4 separate regions of the Mus musculus genome follow, and all the other regions are linked to region 4. Evidence: chromatin contacts called from public HiCAR-type and promoter capture Hi-C data. All regions are on one chromosome and are shown on one strand. The core of a region is the stretch at or near the end of the contact, and the rest is flanking DNA. Distances in the headings are between cores, read along the strand shown. Region 1 holds the start of Atxn7l2 (ataxin 7-like 2). Region 2 holds the start of Psma5 (proteasome subunit alpha 5). Region 3 holds the start of Sort1 (sortilin 1). Region 4 holds the start of Ahcyl1 (S-adenosylhomocysteine hydrolase-like 1).

Region 1 (4,164 bases), core at 46-2,545, 510 kb before region 4:
ACATTTAGTCTCATCAGGTTTCTGGGCCTCTTAGGGACCACCTCTGGGTGGGTCTTAGGTTTAGAACTTCTGCCCTCAGATGTTATTCTTTATGTAGTTAAACTGCTCTTATATGGGAGGCAGAAAGTCACAGACCTTGACTTAATTGCTCCCAAACTTGGCTTCATTTTAGGCAAAGGGATGCAATATGGCGTGATGGGTGAGGTAGTCAAAGAAAAAGAGGATTAATATTTAATTTCCAATGAGAATGGGGACGGAGATGAAGGTAGATTTTTGTCTCTTCTGTGAGGGTGGGAAGAAATATTATCAGCTGAGAAGGTGGGTGATTAAGGTACTTTCTGGACCTTAGCAGAAAAAAAGAAAGAAAGAAAGAAAGAAAGAAAGAAAGAAAGAAAGAAAGAAAGAAAAGAAAAGATAGATATGAGAAACCTCCCTATGCCAAGGCTTCAATAGCAGCTTTTCCAGCGGTGAAAAGATTCACTAGAAAAAGAAGCCAAAATGATGAATGGAGTCAGGGTCCAGCCAGGATTTGGGAAGAGGCGGTGCAGGTTATCGATTGTAGTTCCCAGGAGGAGAGAGACGATCAGCAGAGACACTGCAAACACCAGCAGCCTTGGGGCTACCCTAGTTCTGGGGCTGGTTCTGGATCGGCGATAGCCTTCTGTCATACTGACAGGTGATCTTAGCAAGCTCAGCCAGGTCCTCCCAAACCTAAGACACAGTACTCCAAACCTCCGTTCTGCATCAAGGCAGCGTGCGTTTCCCATAGAGGAACAGCACAGGAGCTGTGGCCCTCCCCCACCCCAAGCCCTGTGTCCTTCAGCACGTCCTGCACACTCCCTCCCCTTGCCCTTCTGATTCACTGCGCCCACCTCCTTGCACCTACCCTATTCGATCTACAGGGGTGCAGAGGCGCTTCGTGGCCGCCAGCCCAGGAAGGGGCGCCAGCCAGCTGGCGGATGCACGGCTTTAGAAGAGTATCTTGGGCAGAAAGAGGTTTGGGGCTCGGGTATGCGCAGTAAGTTTGGGAGAGTGAACTAGTGGCACAAAGGACGTGTACGGAGGGGTTGAAAGAGGATATCCCGAGGCTTTGATCTCTCCTTCCCCGCGTGCGATTGTGCATTTCGGAAGGGATCCCTCGGCTAGCTCCGTAAGCATCGCCACCCCTCCGCAACTACACTTCCCAGAAAGCTGTGTTGAGAGTGAGGTAGTGGCAGGAGGCACGAGCTGCGCTTGCGCAGAGAGTGAACTGGCAAGGTAGGGGGAGAGGGAGGCGTGCCCCCGGTCGGAGGGTGGGGGGAGGGGGCCGCGCGGCGGCGGCGCCAGGGCGGGCGCGCGTCCGCGGCGGTGATGGCGGTGCGTGAACGCGCGGTGGCAGCAATGGCCGCTCTGGAGCGGCGAGTGCCGAGTCTCGATGACTTCGCGGGACAGAGCTGGAGCTCGTGGGTGGAGCGGGCCGACCTGCCTGCGGCAGACGGTGAGTACAGACACATTAGAATCCGGGGACCCCATCACTATCTCCCCTCCCCCCCAGGGCCCCCTCCAGCTGAGGGGAGCCGCCGACTAGAGCCGCCGTCCGGCTCCCCGGCCCCCCAAACAAAGGACCCGCCGGGTCCTAGTGCCCGCCTGCTCAGACACCTTCGCGCCTCCGGGTCCTAGCGCCGGCGTATCGCTCGCAGCCCACCCTGCCCACCTCTGTCTCTGCGGGTGTACAGTACCTGCCCCCCACTTTACTTGCCTTTATCTTTCTTCTCGTGAGCCGTCCTCCAGCTTTTTTCGGTTCTGCACCTGCTCCGGCTCTACCCATCTGCAACAGTCCTCTCCACGTGTTTCCCACGCACCCCACTTCTGTGCCCCCCTCCCCACCCACTTGATTCTTCGCCTTTTGCCCCGCACCTTAGCTTCTTTCAACGTCTCCCTGTCTGCTCAGTTTTCCCGAACCCCCGCCCCCTCTGCTTTAGTTCATCCATCCTCCATCCATCCATCCATCCATCCTCCCGACCTCCCTCTATCAGTCCATCCATACATGACTCCAAGCCTCCATCCTTTCCTGGGCCTCTTGTCCTGCCCCTTGGCTCTCTTCCTTGACCCCTATTTTCTGTAGGCCCTTGAGTGTCTTTGGTGAGCAGGCCTGCAGCCCCTTCTGATCTTTGTCTCCTGGGCCCCAGGGAGCACCTGGCCTCGTGGCCTTTCGGGGTGACAACAAGCATCACACCCCTGAAGAAGTTTGCAAGTGAGAAGAGGTGGAGGAGGAGATCTCATGGAGCGGTCTCTAATGCCACTTGTTCTCTTTTGAGACCTCTGACTTACAGCTCTGTTCTGTCATTCCCCACACTTGAATTTAAGGGACTTAAAAGAGTGGGAGCTGCCCCTTATCTTTTGCATGCCTAACCCACTACCACTTACATCTGGGTATTATGATTGCCAATAATCTTCTCATCCTAGAAAGGGGCCACTCTGTTAGTGAGCATTAGAGAGTCATCCTAGATGGGCATACAGGCCACCCTTGGACTGCCCCCATGCTGAGTGGGCTAAGATGGGGCCCTCGCTGGGTCTAGGTGCACTGAGAACTGGAAATGGACTCAGATTTGGTGACTCAGAATTGATCCCCCCACCCCCACCCCAAGGGACAGGGAGGGGGCTTAGAGGAGGGGGGCGAGGAGTGAGGTAGGGGGATGGGGAAAGAGCTGCTTTGCACAGCTAAGATGTTTTTGTCATTAACCCAGAAACTGAGGTACAAGGGCAACCCCTGGACAAAGCCCCCCTAAGAAGGGGAGGGGCTTGCGTAGCTGATCAAGGAGACTTTGAAGATGCCAAAGGGTCCAAAGACAACAGTTTTTCTACTCTATGGCCATCCTATCAGTGCAGGACCTGAGAAGCTGAGTGTAACTTTGATGATACTATGGTAACTTGGGTGGAGCAAAATGAGTTTATGGGGGTGGGGATCTGGGAGGGCATTTGTCTGGGATGCCACAGAGTAGAAGAAAGGACCCATGCGAGCAGTCTCAAAAGGGACCTGTAGAAAAATTTTAGAACCATTTCCCTTTTAAATGGGGGAAGCAAGGCCCAGAAAAGAGACATTTACCCATAGTGGCCCATCTAGTCAGCCGTGGAACTAACTCTGTACTGTACCCGGGAGTGAAGGGTCACTGTGATCCTTAATGGGGTCATCATAGGCATTTGTGAGTGACCCGTGGAAAGTGTCTTCAGGAATTCTGAGTGCTTGTCTGGGAATGTGGGCTTCATACCATTGGGCTGCAGGCCCTGCTGGGTTCTGGGACTCGGGTGGGCATCCTCAACTGTGCTTCTCCTCCAGGGGCTGAACTAGAGGAGAACAGCAAAAACACGAAGAAACTTGACGCCATGACCCTCATTAAAGAAGGTGGGAGTCCTGCACAGAGGCTGGGTGTCGGGAACGTGGACCAAGCTTTCCCTCTCCCACTGGAGGAAGGAGCTTGAAGCAGCAGCGGGACTGCTGGGGGAAGAAACCTCCTTTTGATAAGTCTGAGTCAGTCAGTTGTCCTGGCCCCTGGGACCTGCTGGTGGTGATCCTAATCACGTGTGGTTGGTGCCCACATACAGGAAAGCCCATACACTTTGGGTCTGGTCAGATGGACTGGGGAGGCTGGGAGCGTCCAGCAGAACTATCAGTTGGAAGGCTGAGCGTCTTCTAAGTGGTGGCGTTGAGAGTGTTCCTTGAGCTAGGGAAATCCGGAGAATTTGACCCGAGTGATAAAGGGTTCTGTCGTTGCAGACATGTCCATCTTCGGGCACTGCCCTGCCCATGATGACTTCTATTTGGTTGTATGTAACCACTGCAGCCAGGTGGTGAAGCCCCAAGCCTTCCAGAAGCATTGCGGTGAGGGGCACCCTAGGGAGGCGATAAGGGGGCGGGCGGGTGGGTGGGATGGTGGAACATGGACCTCTTAGGACATTGTCAGTCTGGAGGTCATATGGGCTAAAGGAAGATGGTGCTGGGGACAGCTTGAGTGTTGGAGGTGTCGGGATTATTGTTGGAACAAGCTTCTAGCATCAAGTGAAGTTAAGAGGCTCAAGAAGCGTGGTCTAGAATTTTGACTCTTGAAAGGCTCAATCTTAAATGGGAAGGAGAGACACTCACAACCCAAGCGCTAGGGATTGGCGGGCTGGTTAGGAGAGGGGGAA
Region 2 (4,119 bases), core at 998-3,497, 560 kb before region 4:
AGCAGTTAGGAGCACTAGGGGCTCTTCCAGAGGAAGCTGCTGCTCTGACTCCCAGCACTGACATCTTGGCTAAAACCCACCCGTCACTCCAGCTCTAGGCGATCCAACACCCTCTGGCCTCAAAGGACACCAGGCATGTATATGGTACATGGACACCCCCAACTGATAGCACACAGTGCCTACAGAGTGAGGTCCAAATTCTAAGTCTATTGAACCATCAGTATCTGGCACCATCCTGTTTTTTCCATAGCACCTACTTGTCCCATAACATGCATCATACATATGTGGTAACCAGCCTGGACTTTTCCAAATGTGTTATGCCTTTTCCTCACTGGTCCCCCTTGTTCATCCTTTATTATCTGTTCGTTCTCATGGTCTTGGTTTACTAGAAATCCTACTTTCCCTGGACCTATCTGAATTATCAGCTTCTTTGTGAAGCTTTCCCCAACCTCCAACAATGAATGCAGCCTCTCATCAGAACGTCCAGTGCTGCCTTAGATTCCTCTAGTAACATCAATACATTTCTGTCTCACATTACAGTTACTGTTGCAAACAGGAGGGTAGAGATCTTGATTCTGCTCACTGCTGTAAAACCAGCTCCCTAAACAGTGCTTCTTGAACACAGCCAACGCTCAAGAACATTAGCTAAATAGAGGCCTGGGCTTTATTTAGTCTTAGCAAATACAAAAGAAAAAAATCCACAAAGCAACTAGTTCATATAAATAAATGGGCAAAGCTCAGTAAAGCCTTTCAGATGAGGATCACAATTTTCTTAACATTTTATCACCTAAAGATGACTCTCTTCAATACTCTGGAAGCCAAGTGTTAACGACCATTTTACTTGACAACAGGAAATAGTTTTAAAACTTCACCGATATTTTCTGAGTCAGCAAAAGGATGGAGATTAATATGTATGTATATATGTGTATATATAAGTATGTATTGAGCCTGTCAAAATTGTGGCACCTGGAATGACATATATATATTTTGACAGGCTCAATACATACTTGCCAAGAAAAGTAATTTCTCAGTGGTAACCTGGAACTAAGAAAATGTCTGCTTTCCCTAACTTTTAAAGGAACCCAGTGGTTTGCAAAACTGCTCAAAACAGAAACTGAAAGTTACAGTATCTACAGCATTTATGACAGTATTAGTTAGCATTTTCGAGACTTGAAAGTTTTTAGGTTGTCTGCTCTTTTAATAAACACAACCACACAGCTTTGACTTTACAAAACATTTAGCTTTCAACACAACACTAAAATTAACTTGCTTTCAAACCTCCTCTCACATACACACACTTTGGTCAAATGGAATCAGTGTATTAAAACTCTTCTGAGAACCACTGTACATTCAAGTTCCCACAAAACCAGATTGTAGGCAATATATTTATCCGAGCATAGCTGAAAACTGCCTTCGCTCTTCAAAAAAGATTAAAATGTACAGCACAGGACGGATTCCTACAAACTCATCCAATAGTCTCTGGTAGCTTCTATTCAAGGAAACTCCTTTCACTTTTCTTTTTCCTAAGCAGTCAGACTTAGGTTGAAAAGACGGACGCAAGGCTGGTGTCCCCCTAATCTACTCCAGGTTAAAGGTCCCGATCCCTCTCCGCCGCCTGCCCCAAGCAGCCCCAGCCTCTCGCTTCCGCGGGGAGTCAGGATTAGCGGTGACTCAGCGGGACAAGTGCAACGGGTCCGCTGCAGTGTAGCTTGGGGAATCTCGCCGGGCGCCTCGGGAACCAGATTCCCCGGGTCCCGCCAGACTTAGGTTCTCCGGGCGCCCCATGACACTGCAGAACCCAGGCCGCGGCGCGGGCCCCAGGCCCGCCCACCCAAATTTCGACCCTGCTGCTTCCCGCCGTACGAACCTGTCGTACTCGGACCGAGTGAGGAACATGGCGAGGACAGAAGGAGGCGGCAGTGGCTACGCGGGGTTCCCAAAGGCCACACGATTGAAAGCAGCACCCTAATCAACCACACCGCCACAGCACCAAGGACCCTGCAGCCGTCTGCGCGTGCGCACGCGACCTTTTTAGCCCGCCCTCCCGTGCTTCCCTTTTATTGGCTGATTGATATTCTCGCCGCGATGATTGGACTTGACAAGCTTCTTCACCGGACCTGGGTTAACAGGGAGGCGGAACTAGAGAGCACTTCCGCTTTCCGTCACCCTTGGTTGCTACGGGCGCTGGGACTCGAGGCAACCGGTGAGAGTGAACCTCGTCGTCGAGGAGTGAGCACGCCGCGCTTTGGATGGCTGCAAGACTTGGCCTGATGACTGGGTTGTCGGAATCGTGACGTAAGTCTCGCCAGCTCGCGTAAATGCAGCCGGGGGACACCGGTCTCTTACTTCGCGCTCGCCTGCCCAGCTCTTCGCTGTCTTCCCGGCTCGGTGGCAGCCGGAACTAGGTTTGCTGAGGACTTTTTGACTTGGGTAGAGAAATGTGTGCGCCTCTACCAGCGTGCCCGGCAGTTCTGCCAGCCGGGCTTGTTGAAAAAAAAAGTTTTAAAAGTTGATAGGTTCTAATCAGCAAGAACGTTTTTCAATTTCTTGCATAGGTACGATTATTTTATCAAGTCTTTCCTGGATTCGTACACATCACCACCACCACCCTAACTATCCAAGTTTCAGACCCAGACCTGGAGTTCAGTATCGGAGCTTCAGATTAGTCACTGCTTTTAAGGACCTTAATTTGTGTATGTGCTTCTTGTTTTCTCTTCCTAAGGGTAGAAGAGCAACTTGAGCTTTTTTTTTTTTTAAGAAACATTGTAAATGAATCATTTATCAAAGAAAGTTAGGTGGTTAAGAAGTCCTGACTCGGGCTGGAGAGATGGCTCAGGGGTTAAGAGCACTGGCTGTTCTTCAGAAGGTCCTGAGTTCAAATCCCAGCAACCACATGGTGGCTCACAACCATCCTGAATGAGATCTGACTTCCTCTTCTGGTGTGTCTGAAGACAGCTACGATGTACTTACATAAAATAAATAAATAAATCTTTAAAAACAAACAAAAAAAACAAAAAAAAAAAGAAGAAGTCCTGACTCTCTAGGAATGTAACTCGGTGACAGAGTACTTTCATAGCATGCATGAACCTCTGCCCAGGCTTGGCGGGGGTGGGGTGTGAGGTGGTCAGAGTACAAAGTTTCAGGTAAGATTAATACCTAATGGAGATATATGATACACCAGGATGACTAGAGTTAATATCTTACACTTGAAATTTTTCTAAGAAGGTAGATTTTAATCACTACCAAAAAAGGCAAATGTTAGTGAAAGTTAACTTAATCGTGATATATACCTATATCAAAACATAATTCTGGTGGCTGGAGAGATAGCTTAGCACCTGATTCCCTTCTAGATGCCCACATTTGGTTCTCAGCGTCCTAGTCAGGCTGCACATAACTACCCTTTATTCTAGCTCTAGGGGATCCACTGCCTTTTTCTGCTCTCTGCTGGCCCCTATATATGTGTCACACATAACACACACACACAAACACACACACACACACACACACACATTGAAAAGTCTTTTTAAAAATACCATTCTGGGTTGGGTGTGATAGTTCCTTTAATCCCAGCACTCAGGAGGCAGGGAATCTCTAAGTTCAAGACCAGCCTGGTATACCAAGTGAGTTCCAGGCTAGCCAGGGCTATGTAGAGAGACCCTGTCTCAAAAGTAATATTTTTAAACATCATTTTTTATAATGTAAATGTAAGCAACTACTGTTTGTCAATTATACCTTCATGAAGGAGAAGGAATAGGAGGGAGGGAGAGGCCGTGTAATGAGCCATATTTGTCTGAAAGGGAAAGCTAGTTCTCTGTTTTGCTTTTAGTGAAAGTACTTACTTTTAGCCTACTCCGCCTTGAAACCATGTAGCTTAGGTTGTCCTAGAACTCCAGGCCATTTTCCTGTCTCAGCCTCCCAAATTCTGGGGTTATAGGTAGGCAACACCAAATGTAACTCTAGCTGATTGTGGGTTAAAAAAAAAAAAAGGAAAGCTTATTTTCTTTCAACCTCTGAGTTCAGTGAGAGACTGTATATCAAAAAAATAAAGTGGGAGGTAATCGAGGAGGACAGGGATGTCACAGAAGCTGTATGTGCTCTCACACACATAGTCACATCGTT
Region 3 (4,723 bases), core at 1,522-4,021, 590 kb before region 4:
GTGGCAGGCACTTGCCTAGTATGAGCAAGGCATGGGATTCAATCTCCAGCGCACGCTGAAACCTTTAGCGGTTTATGTACTGTCAAGTCTGAACTACCTTTATAACTTGGCAGCCCCTTTCCCCACCCCATCTCCGGGCCTTTGGAAAGCATTCAGGTGCACTCATGATAGGACACGAAAAGAACAACAGGCTGTGGGAAATAAGAACTTCTGCTTTATGGGGGAAAGGTAAAAAAAAATTAAAGAACACCTTCCTACTTCAACTGTCTGAGACCATACAGTGTCTCCGATGATAATAAATAAGTAAACACGCTGCTCTGGGACGCTGCTGATTTTGTCTCTCCTTGTTACAAAGGATCCCCCAACACCAGATCTCTTCAGTCTGATGCATAAAGATGAATTATGACATCTGAAAACAGCAGATTATTTCCCAATTCCTGAGAGGAAGCAGAACCTTCGCAACGGTTTCTACGCTGAAGGCTCCACTCTGGAAGGGTAACAACTGGGGTGGGAAAATCATTTGAAATAAAGACTGAAGGGGAGAAAGCAAGCTGTAACTAAGTTAAATGAACTCGAGAAAGCCCCCTGCGTACGAACTTCAAAGGAGAATCAGGTTTCTTTGGAACTGGTATACTCTAAGTGACATTCAACCGGGAACTGTTGCGGATTTGAAGATGGGTCATCCAGCAAGAGAAGAATTGAAGAATGTCGGGGCTTGCTGGTGCAGAGAGCTGTGGGCCAGGGATAATGGGCATGAAGTATCAGTGGTAAAGGTAAATTCTTTCTCAACACCCTACAGAGAGAGAGAGAGAGAGAGAGAGAGAGAGAGGTCTACACAAGCTTATTTTACTTTTTCATTAAATAGGAAGACTTTCCAGTACTCATTCCATTCTCTCTGATCGGAGAATTAGGTCACAACTAACAAGTATGGATCTCAAAAGAAACCCCAAGGGGACACTGAGATTTGGGGGGATACTGAAATGGAATGTAAACAAAGAACGGGTACAGAACTCCAGCCACCCACGGCCACCTTCATGAACAGTCTTTCTTTGGAAAAAAAGGAAAGACATAACACAGAAAATACACTGAACTGAAAATGCCTTTCTCATACATGGGTTGCAACAATTGTTAATTTTAGGAAAAAAAAAAAAAGAGGAGGAGGAGGAAGATGTCCTAGTTGCTGAAACCAAGACTTTCCTAACAATTTCTCAATGCAGCAGTGTGTCAAGGTTCAGACTCTTGTGCCCAAAACAGAAGCACCAAATCTTTGAAAGTCTTGACAAGAGCAGGCTTAAAGTGACTATCTGCAGAATGTTTCATAGTTATTAGAAATTAGGACAGGATAGAGGTGTCCCAGTAAGGGTTCAACACAAGGTTATAAGTCAATTTTGAAGGAATGAGACAGATGACAGGATCTCAGCTGGCTGCGGGTCACACACAGAAGCCAATACCAGTTCTTGTGCAAAAAGAGTCTCCTAATAGGTCAACTTACAAGGAAACAAAGCACACTGGAGCCAATCTCCAGAATGGGTCTGGAGCAAAGGGATTTAAAGATCCTGTAGTATGCAGAAAGAGGGGGCTGACTGGTTACAAACCAGACTCTTGTTTGGGACAGTTGGCCACTCTGTAAAGCCATTTAATGGAACTTCTGGATGATCCGAGCTGTTCTGCAATTGCTTCTAATCTAGGTCCTAGAGGCCGTTTTCTGTTCTCTGGGTTCTGCACACAGGAATTTGGTTCGGAATACCTCTCAAGGTCGTTTTGGGTCAGGTTAGAGGGTTCTGAGCCTGCATCCTGAGGAAACATCTTGAATCAGTTTTTTGTTTGCTTGTTTTTGTTTTTAATTTTAGGGAGCAGGGGAGATATCATTTCACGGTTGGGTTTCAATGTCATTTTCATTTCCATGAGTGTTCCTTTAACTATGGAAACACAAGCCATGACCTAACAACTGCTGTGGGATTTCTGGACGTCAACCTCAAAAGTACCGACCCAGGGAGGGCACACCTCTGCTTCTGGGCTGTCCAACTTCTGCGATCACTCAAGGGGTAATTATGCCTCCAGCTTCCTGGTAGGTACCAGCGTTGGTGGACCCGGCGTTCTATATTCGGGGTGGGGGTTGGGGGGGGGGGGGGATGACCGGGAGATTCTGACAACTTAAGAAGCAGAAGCAAAGAATGCAGCGAGTCAAAGTCTCGGATTGCCTCGGCTATGACGACACACAGCCCCACGGGCCGCAGCCACCCCGGCCCCCGCCGCCCCCGCGCCTCGCCGCCCTCCGCAACCGGGGTCTCGCGCTAGCCTCGAAGCGTGCAATGGGAGCGGAGCGGCCGCCTGGGGCCGCGGGCCCGGAGGGGCGACCCAACCGGGGCGGGCGCCCGGGCCTCGCGCGCTCACCTGGTGCGTATTGTTGGTCAGCTTGGCGATGAAGTCCGGGAGGCGGCCGCAGTCTTGGTCCTCGGCGGGCGCGCCGCGGCGCCAACGGCCAGCGCGGGGGACGGGGCCCCCGGGCGCGGCGGCGCGCAGCCCCCAGCTCACCCCGACCGGACCGGCCCAGCGCAGCAGAGGAGGCGCGGGCGGCGGCGGCGCGTCCAGCCGGTCCTGGCCGACGGCGGCAGGAGGCAGCAGTTGAAGGAGCAGGAGGAGGCCGAGGGGCCAGCGCAAAAGGCCGTCCGCAGCTCCCCGGGGCCGCTCCATCGCTGCCGAATGCAGACGCCGCTGACACCTGCCACCCGGCGCGCCCGCCCACCCCCGCCGGCGCTGCGCCACACCCCCGAGCTCGGCCCCGCGCTGCTTGGATACGCGCAGCCGGGCCTCTCCTCCCCAATAGGCTGGCCGCCTGTCCTTCTTTCCCGGCCCACTCCTCATTGGCTCGCGTCGCCTCCGGCTTCGGGGGTCCTGGATTCGGATGCCAAGATGCGGGACTGATTGGCTGGAACGTGGCAGGGACGGCTGAGGTCATTCTCCACCGTCGCTCGGCGTCTGCGGGCTGGGCTCCCGGAGTTGGCCTAGGGGTTACCCCTCTCCCCTCCCCGCTCAGCCTGCAGGTTGGCGGCGCTTCCGGAGACCCTCGGGTTAGGGTTGGGTCACGTTGCCGCCTTCTCCACCCTCCTCCCAACCCCCCTCCAAACGCTCCTAAAAATTTCCTTCGGTGGAAACCGCGCCTGGGAAAGCCAGGGAATCCCTGAACTACTACTCTCAGTTGGAAAAGGGGCTCCGACATAAACTGGTACATTAGGATTTTAACCCCGGCTCGCTGGCTCGCCCATTGTCTGCTGAAGGAGCCAAGAAGGTGAATGCGAAAATCCTATGGGGCAGATGAACATCATTACACCCGTGTCTCATGGAAGCCGCAGAAGTCTTTCCAACATGTTTGGCCTCAGTCACCTTCCTCATCTGCAGGGAGGTAGTCAAGAGGCGAAAGTACTTTTTGGCTTCTGCGGACTTGGAAATGTAGGTAGCTTTGCCACCAAGTGTAGGTATACGGGAAGAGAATTGCCTAAAGCCCACTTTATATATTATCATTTTAGTACAGTCACATTCTGATTTTAGTTACCTAAAGCACCCTTAGCCCTGCAGTAAGTGCATCACACCAATTCCCTCACTGAATATGATGCCTCCTAAATGAATACCCACCTCCAGCAAATAACCTCCCCACTGTTCCCTACACCGCAGAAGCTGCTCACACAACTTTTAGAACATGCAGTGCTGGTAAAACCAGTTCTAAATCCTTAACTTCACTCCACCTCTTCCCAACATTTCAAGTTGTTCAGTCGGAACTCAGGAAGCCAGATAAAAAGATACAAAGTATGCAAAATGTTATACCAGAGTGGAAGCCATTGGAAGTTACTTTTAACTTTAACAGTAAACTCAAACGGCAGGCCTACCCGAGTATGCACACGGAATAGTACAAACAAAACTATTTACGTACTCGGGAGTTTTTCCTCTCCCCAAAACCACAGTAAGAAGGGAGCTGTGAAGCTCTGGAAAGCGGAACAGGATGGCAAATCAACAGAAAAGCCCTCCAGTTTCTGAGCCACTGAACAAGATAAAAACTGATGAGTGTGTTTTCTTTCCAGAAATATAAACGCCACATTATTTATTTTTAAGCACAACTTATTTTTAATTCGTGTCAAGTATGGATTAGATCACAAGGCAGTCAGTTACAGTAGCATGTGACCAGTTACGGAGGGGAAAAAGGGGGCTACAAAGGAATATTTCTTTGTTTGGGTGACAAAGATGAATGGTCTATTGTCTTACTATGGGGAAAGAAGAAAGCTAACTCAACAGTGCTACCTGCTGGAGAAACTACCAGATACATCTTTTAGCTATTTAGTTCCATTAACGTTTAGATTTTGTCAGTTTGTTGAACTGGGGAGTCTTTTTTTGTAGCCCAGGGTGGCTTAGAGTCTTTGATCCTCCTTCACCAGCCTCCCAAGCAAAAATATCAATATGAAGTAATTATCACAAAGCTATACCTTTTTGTATGTAAGATCATTTCTTGAACACAACATTTAAAGAAAAGTAACCATCTCTTTGAATTATTCACATTGTAATTATAGCAGATAATGATACTTACTGTTCTCAGTTATACAGACATCCTGCCTTAGCAATAGGAGGGACTGTAAGCTGGAGGGCTACACTATGTTTTCCCTTCGCTTTTTTCTCTGTATATTCTTGAGTGACACACCTCTTCAAAGCAACGTATTCTTTTCCACATCTGCAT
Region 4 (4,299 bases), core at 1,733-4,232:
TATTACACTTTTAGTCATGTGATCTTCTCATTCACCTTTGTCCTTCCACCACTCCTTTCTCGGGCAGGATTCTCTTTGATCTCCAGACCTTTGGAAAACTTTCTACCACCACATACAACAAGTAGCATTACCCTTAGATCCCTCCTCTTCACAAACACTGGCCCAGGGATGGGTCTCTAGTCTGGATGCCTTTGTGGTGTCCTGAGGAATTAGCTTGCTTGCTGGTAGAGGTAGTGTCAGGTGAGGGAACAGGCAAAAACAAGCCATTTCTTGGCATCCAGAAGTGGCAGTTTCCAGTTGAACCACGTGAGGCTGTCTTGGGATTGGGCATGAGGTAGGCAGCATACAGTGTTTCTCATGGATGGTATGCTGTCACACTCCCTGGCTGGGTAAGCACTTTGATTTCCAGCCTCTACCTGGGGAGCATGGTGGCCACCAGGGCCTTCTACAGTGGCTGTTTTTCAACAATGCTATGACCTTGGACTGGTTCCTATTGCCTCTCTAGTATCACAGGGGTGCCTTTTCCACCTTTAGATTAAGCATCCTTGTCCATCTCCTGCAAGAGCAAACCACCAGCCTCCTGTCCAATAAGGCACACTGGTAAGTGGAGTCACTTGCTGGTCTCCATCTCGACCTAAGCCACTCAATAAAGTTGTATTCCCTCTAGGTCTGGTCCTGTGGACAATCCTCTGTCTCCTGACTCTGAAGGAGTATGAGAGATGTACTCTTCAATCTCCAGGAAGCTCACAGCGAAGCTAAAATGCCCAGAGAAAGTACAAAGCACCTGAAGAAAAACTGCTTTAAAAAAGTCAAATCCAAAATATAGATACACTAGAGCTTGTTAAAAATAATTTGTCTCAAGACACATATATTTTTTTTTAATTCAGGAGACTTAGAGTTTCTTAGCTGATTTCTAAAGACTCAGGTGAATTGAATCTATGGGGCTCCAATAACAGTGTGGACAAAATAAAAAAGATGAAAGCTCCCGAGTGGGCCAGTTGTGGTTGCAGGCCCCAGCTCTAAGGAGAGAGTGGCCGCCTGGCCCTGTGTGGATGTGCTTACTACTCTGGTTTCATCTCTCTGCCCTCTGTGGCCATAGAATTCCCAAGGAGAGAAGTCTGACTGCTCTGAACAGTGAGCACATGAGAGAACACTAACATTTTAAGACATAGCAATCCTTCTAGGTACTTCAACAGCCCTCTTCAAACATCCACAGGCTTCTTATAGGAAGAATTCAGTGGGTCCAGAAATAACTATTTCACACCTTCCCCAACCTTGAGCACAAATCAGTATTGGGGTAGGGCTGGTGTCTTTTAAGACCACCTTTTTTCTTGATAAAGTTGAGTCTTTAAAACCTGGTAAGGTCAGGAATGGTGGCACAGGATAAGAGATCAAAGCCAGCCTGGGTTACATAGTGAGACCCTCTCACAAACAACCCAGAACCCAGTGAGGTGCTGGATATAAAAGAATGAGCTTAGAGAGGATTTAGTGGAAAGGCTCTCAGGAGGACTTATTCTCAGCATAGTGGGGAAGAATCTGGCTTCTCAGAGTCCACCCAAGAGAGAAGAGTGAAGCAAAGGAATGAAAAAGGAGCCACAGGAAACAGCTAGATGCGGAGTATACTAGAGAGCTTTGAGGGAGATTGTGGTCATTGAGAAATCCCAATGGTGAGATAGATGGCTGAAATCTCTTTTTGGAACATTTCAGAAATGTAATTGTAGACTGTTTGCTATGTGATGTAACCTCTCCCCTTTGACCAACAAACCTTCATTAAAAGTTCTGCTACATGTTATAGCCTCATTTTTTGTGGTTTAGGAGTAAGAGTTGGAAAGAGAAAGGGGCTGATGTGACTACAAGAGCTAAAGAAACAGTTGTAAGACTGGAATAGTGAGTAATGTTTCAGATGAGGCAGCAAACTAGAGCCAGAGATGACCATGAAAACCTAAGTCCCCTCAGTAATTCACAGAAATCCTGGGGACAACATTGTACTTTCCACAGGACATAGGAATTGGAGCCAATGTCATTTGAATGACTCTCAAAGGATAAGATACCGCAGTTGACCCCAGCTTACGAATAGGCTTTCCCTTCCCAAATGGATGGGTTCTTGGAAAACATAAATATGCCACATGCACCTCTACCATCCCAGGGCCTTTATACGGGGGCTGTACACAGTAGAATCCAGAAACTGTGCGAGTCCAAACTGAACGTTCTGCACTACACTCACTGAGAGTGGAGCTGGCAGGGAGAGCCTACTGCCTAGAGAGCATGGAGCAGGAGAACCCATTTGGCTGGGACTTTTTCTCAATCTGCCCTGTTCTCTGCCCTCTGACCAACCCATCAACCTTATCTTAATGACCTCTTCACATCAGCACTGCAGCCTGAAGGTCTTGTAAACAGACAAGGCCCAGGAGGAGATGGTGATGGAGGTCATAAAGGGTTGTGTAGAAACCAGACTGCTCTCAGCTTGTTCTGCACCCCTGTGAAGTAAAAAAGCAAACACTGTCCCCTGGAAATGGACTTCTGGCCCAAAGGGCCCAGGGTGTGGGCCGGGAGTAGGCTGTCTCTAACACTGAATTTTCCCAAAAAGGGCCGGGTAAAATGTGTCCGGTGGGACTCTGGTTTATGCTCCCAAGCATCGCTCTTGATATGCCATCTTCCCGATCCCCGATGCTCTGCCACCTCCCCATGCTGAGGTTTCCTGGGGAGTTGGTAGTCCAAAGACCCTTAGTCTTGTGGCATCTTTATAGGAGTCACACTCGGCTCAATAGGGCTGATGGCACCACCTGGCGGCAGACAAGGTTCAACTACTCACCCTGGGACGTTCATCACCGAGGCGCAGGAAAGGAGGGGCGATTCCTGCGGCCCGGCCCAGCATGTTGACGTCACCAGAGCGCGCCATTTGTCCCCGCCTCTTTCCGCCCCCCTCTCCTTGGGGCTGCCAGTACTTGACGTGGCGTCTCCGCCCTCTACCCTTACTTTGCGTGCGTGCTTGCGTGTGGCGGAGGTGGCTGCGCGGGCAGGTCGGAGCTGCGTGCTGTTGCTTCTGGTTCTGTGGCCGCCGTCGCTGTCCGGCAGGCTCCGGTCTCGGAGCCGACGAGGCGCGCGCGCGCGGGTCCCAGCCCTTCGGAAGCCCAAGCAGCTCGGCGCGGGGCCTGGCGGGAAGGCGGGCGAGCGCGTGGCCGAGGGCGCCGCGCGGACGGGCGGGCGCCCGTGAGGGAAAGAGGCGGGGGCGGCGGGTTAGCCGCGGGCCGGGCCGGCCGGGGGATGTCGATGCCTGACGCGATGCCGCTGCCCGGTGTCGGGGAGGAGCTGAAACAGGCCAAGGAGATCGAGGACGCCGAGAAGTACTCCTTCATGGCCACGGTCACCAAGGCTCCCAAGAAGGTGCGGGGCTCTGGGTGGCGGCGAGGGCCCTCGAGGAAGGGGCGCGAGCAAGCCCCGGGCCCGGACTCGGGTAGTTCGGGACTTAGGGCTAGGGTTTGGGGTGCTCAGGACCATTGACACGATGTAGTGGGTGGCCGGTGAGCGGCGATGGGCCTAGCTGGAGCCAAAGAGGCCGCTCTGACCTCGCTTTTCTTTGTCCCTCGGCCGGAGTCCTCCTGGATCTTACTGAAGCCCGACAGGGCCAGGCCTTAAATTCGCGACTGACTTTTCCTGGATGGAGGGCCTTGAAGACGAGATTGGGAGGGGGTGAGCGACTCAGCTGACCCCTGTGACCTGTCCAGGGGATGAGGTTGTGCAGGAAATTTCCCCTCAGGTGAGTGGGGGAAATCAGGCAGCTCTTTTTCAAAGCATCTTCTTGGGGGAGAATTGGCCGTTCGACCAACAACTGCGTGATCGCTTAGAGGCAAGAGGAAAGAATCGTATGAACTGGTTTATGCAGCTGACGGTTCTAAAAGCAACAAGAGATGGAAAGGCAAAATGGTAATCGCCGTGCAGTCTTCCACCTGCTAGGAAGTATGTGAGAAAGGAAAATTTAGAGGTTGGTGACAGTAGACACTGTCATGGATGCAGGTTGATCGCAGTCATGTGAATAGATCACTTAGACATCCCTCCAGAAAGGAGCTTGGGTGGGTTGGGGAGGTGGGTGGGAAGAAATGATTGCTCATTCTTTACTGCACTTACAAGTTCAGCCTATTGTGCTGGGGGTTGAGCTCAAAGGACATCCTTCTATGGCTCTTGGAAAAGGTGATCTATGGAGGGCTGAGTCTAACTAGCTCTCTCAGTGGTAGGGTCGGGGTCTCCAGTGCTTTCTGTCGAACCTTTGCTGACCCTTCCTCTAACCTGGTACCCAATTAG

The links. Promoter capture Hi-C pulls out the DNA fragments that hold promoters and counts their contacts. HiCAR-type assays count read pairs that join an accessible place to other places.
Region 1: a contact with region 4 is called in a promoter capture Hi-C map of pre-B cells, with 4 times the contacts expected there. The contact joins the promoter of Atxn7l2 here to the promoter of Ahcyl1 in region 4. A contact is called at or near these places in 14 of 39 promoter capture datasets (the C10 cell line, the HPC-7 cell line, cranial neural crest and 8 more), 1 of 15 datasets of contacts at CTCF or cohesin (the NIH/3T3 cell line), 9 of 484 Hi-C or Micro-C datasets (CD4 T cells, CD8 T cells, cortical neurons and 5 more), 10 of 115 datasets of contacts at active chromatin or transcription factors (astrocytes, bone marrow-derived macrophages, cardiomyocytes and 7 more) and 2 of 9 other capture datasets (adipose tissue and liver).
Region 2: a promoter capture Hi-C map of pre-B cells shows a contact between it and region 4, with 2.7 times the contacts expected there. The contact joins the promoter of Psma5 here to the promoter of Ahcyl1 in region 4. A contact is called at or near these places in 4 of 39 promoter capture datasets (the C10 cell line, cranial neural crest and pre-B cells), 5 of 484 Hi-C or Micro-C datasets (CD4 T cells, CD8 T cells, Th1 cells and 2 more), 3 of 115 datasets of contacts at active chromatin or transcription factors (effector CD8 T cells, memory CD8 T cells and pancreatic cancer cells) and 1 of 9 other capture datasets (adipose tissue).
Region 3: a contact with region 4 is called in a HiCAR-type map of astrocytes, with 2.0 times the contacts expected there. The contact joins the promoter of Sort1 here to the promoter of Ahcyl1 in region 4. A contact is called at or near these places in 1 of 39 promoter capture datasets (pre-B cells) and 1 of 115 datasets of contacts at active chromatin or transcription factors (astrocytes).

What each region holds. Positions count from the first base shown.
Region 1 is chr3:108,207,658-108,211,821 of GRCm38.p6, reverse strand. It overlaps Atxn7l2 (ataxin 7-like 2), which reads left to right and starts at 1,295. Exons shown (of 11, transcript NM_001289545.1): 1 at 1,295-1,477; 2 at 3,317-3,382; 3 at 3,755-3,859. The coding sequence starts at 1,351. It also overlaps a transcript of Sypl2 not described here.
Region 2 is chr3:108,255,054-108,259,172 of GRCm38.p6, reverse strand. It overlaps Psma5 (proteasome subunit alpha 5), which reads right to left and starts at 2,247. Exons shown (of 9, transcript NM_011967.3): 1 at 1,868-2,247. The coding sequence starts at 1,896.
Region 3 is chr3:108,282,112-108,286,834 of GRCm38.p6, reverse strand. Sort1 (sortilin 1) reads right to left here and starts at 2,771. Exons shown (of 20, transcript NM_019972.3): 1 at 2,395-2,771. The coding sequence starts at 2,694.
Region 4 is chr3:107,695,243-107,699,541 of GRCm38.p6, reverse strand. It overlaps Ahcyl1 (S-adenosylhomocysteine hydrolase-like 1), which reads left to right and starts at 2,982. Exons shown (of 17, transcript NM_145542.4): 1 at 2,982-3,384. The coding sequence starts at 3,265. Gm40121 (a long non-coding RNA gene) reads right to left here and starts at 3,317. Exons shown (of 3, transcript XR_003954675.1): 1 at 2,813-3,317.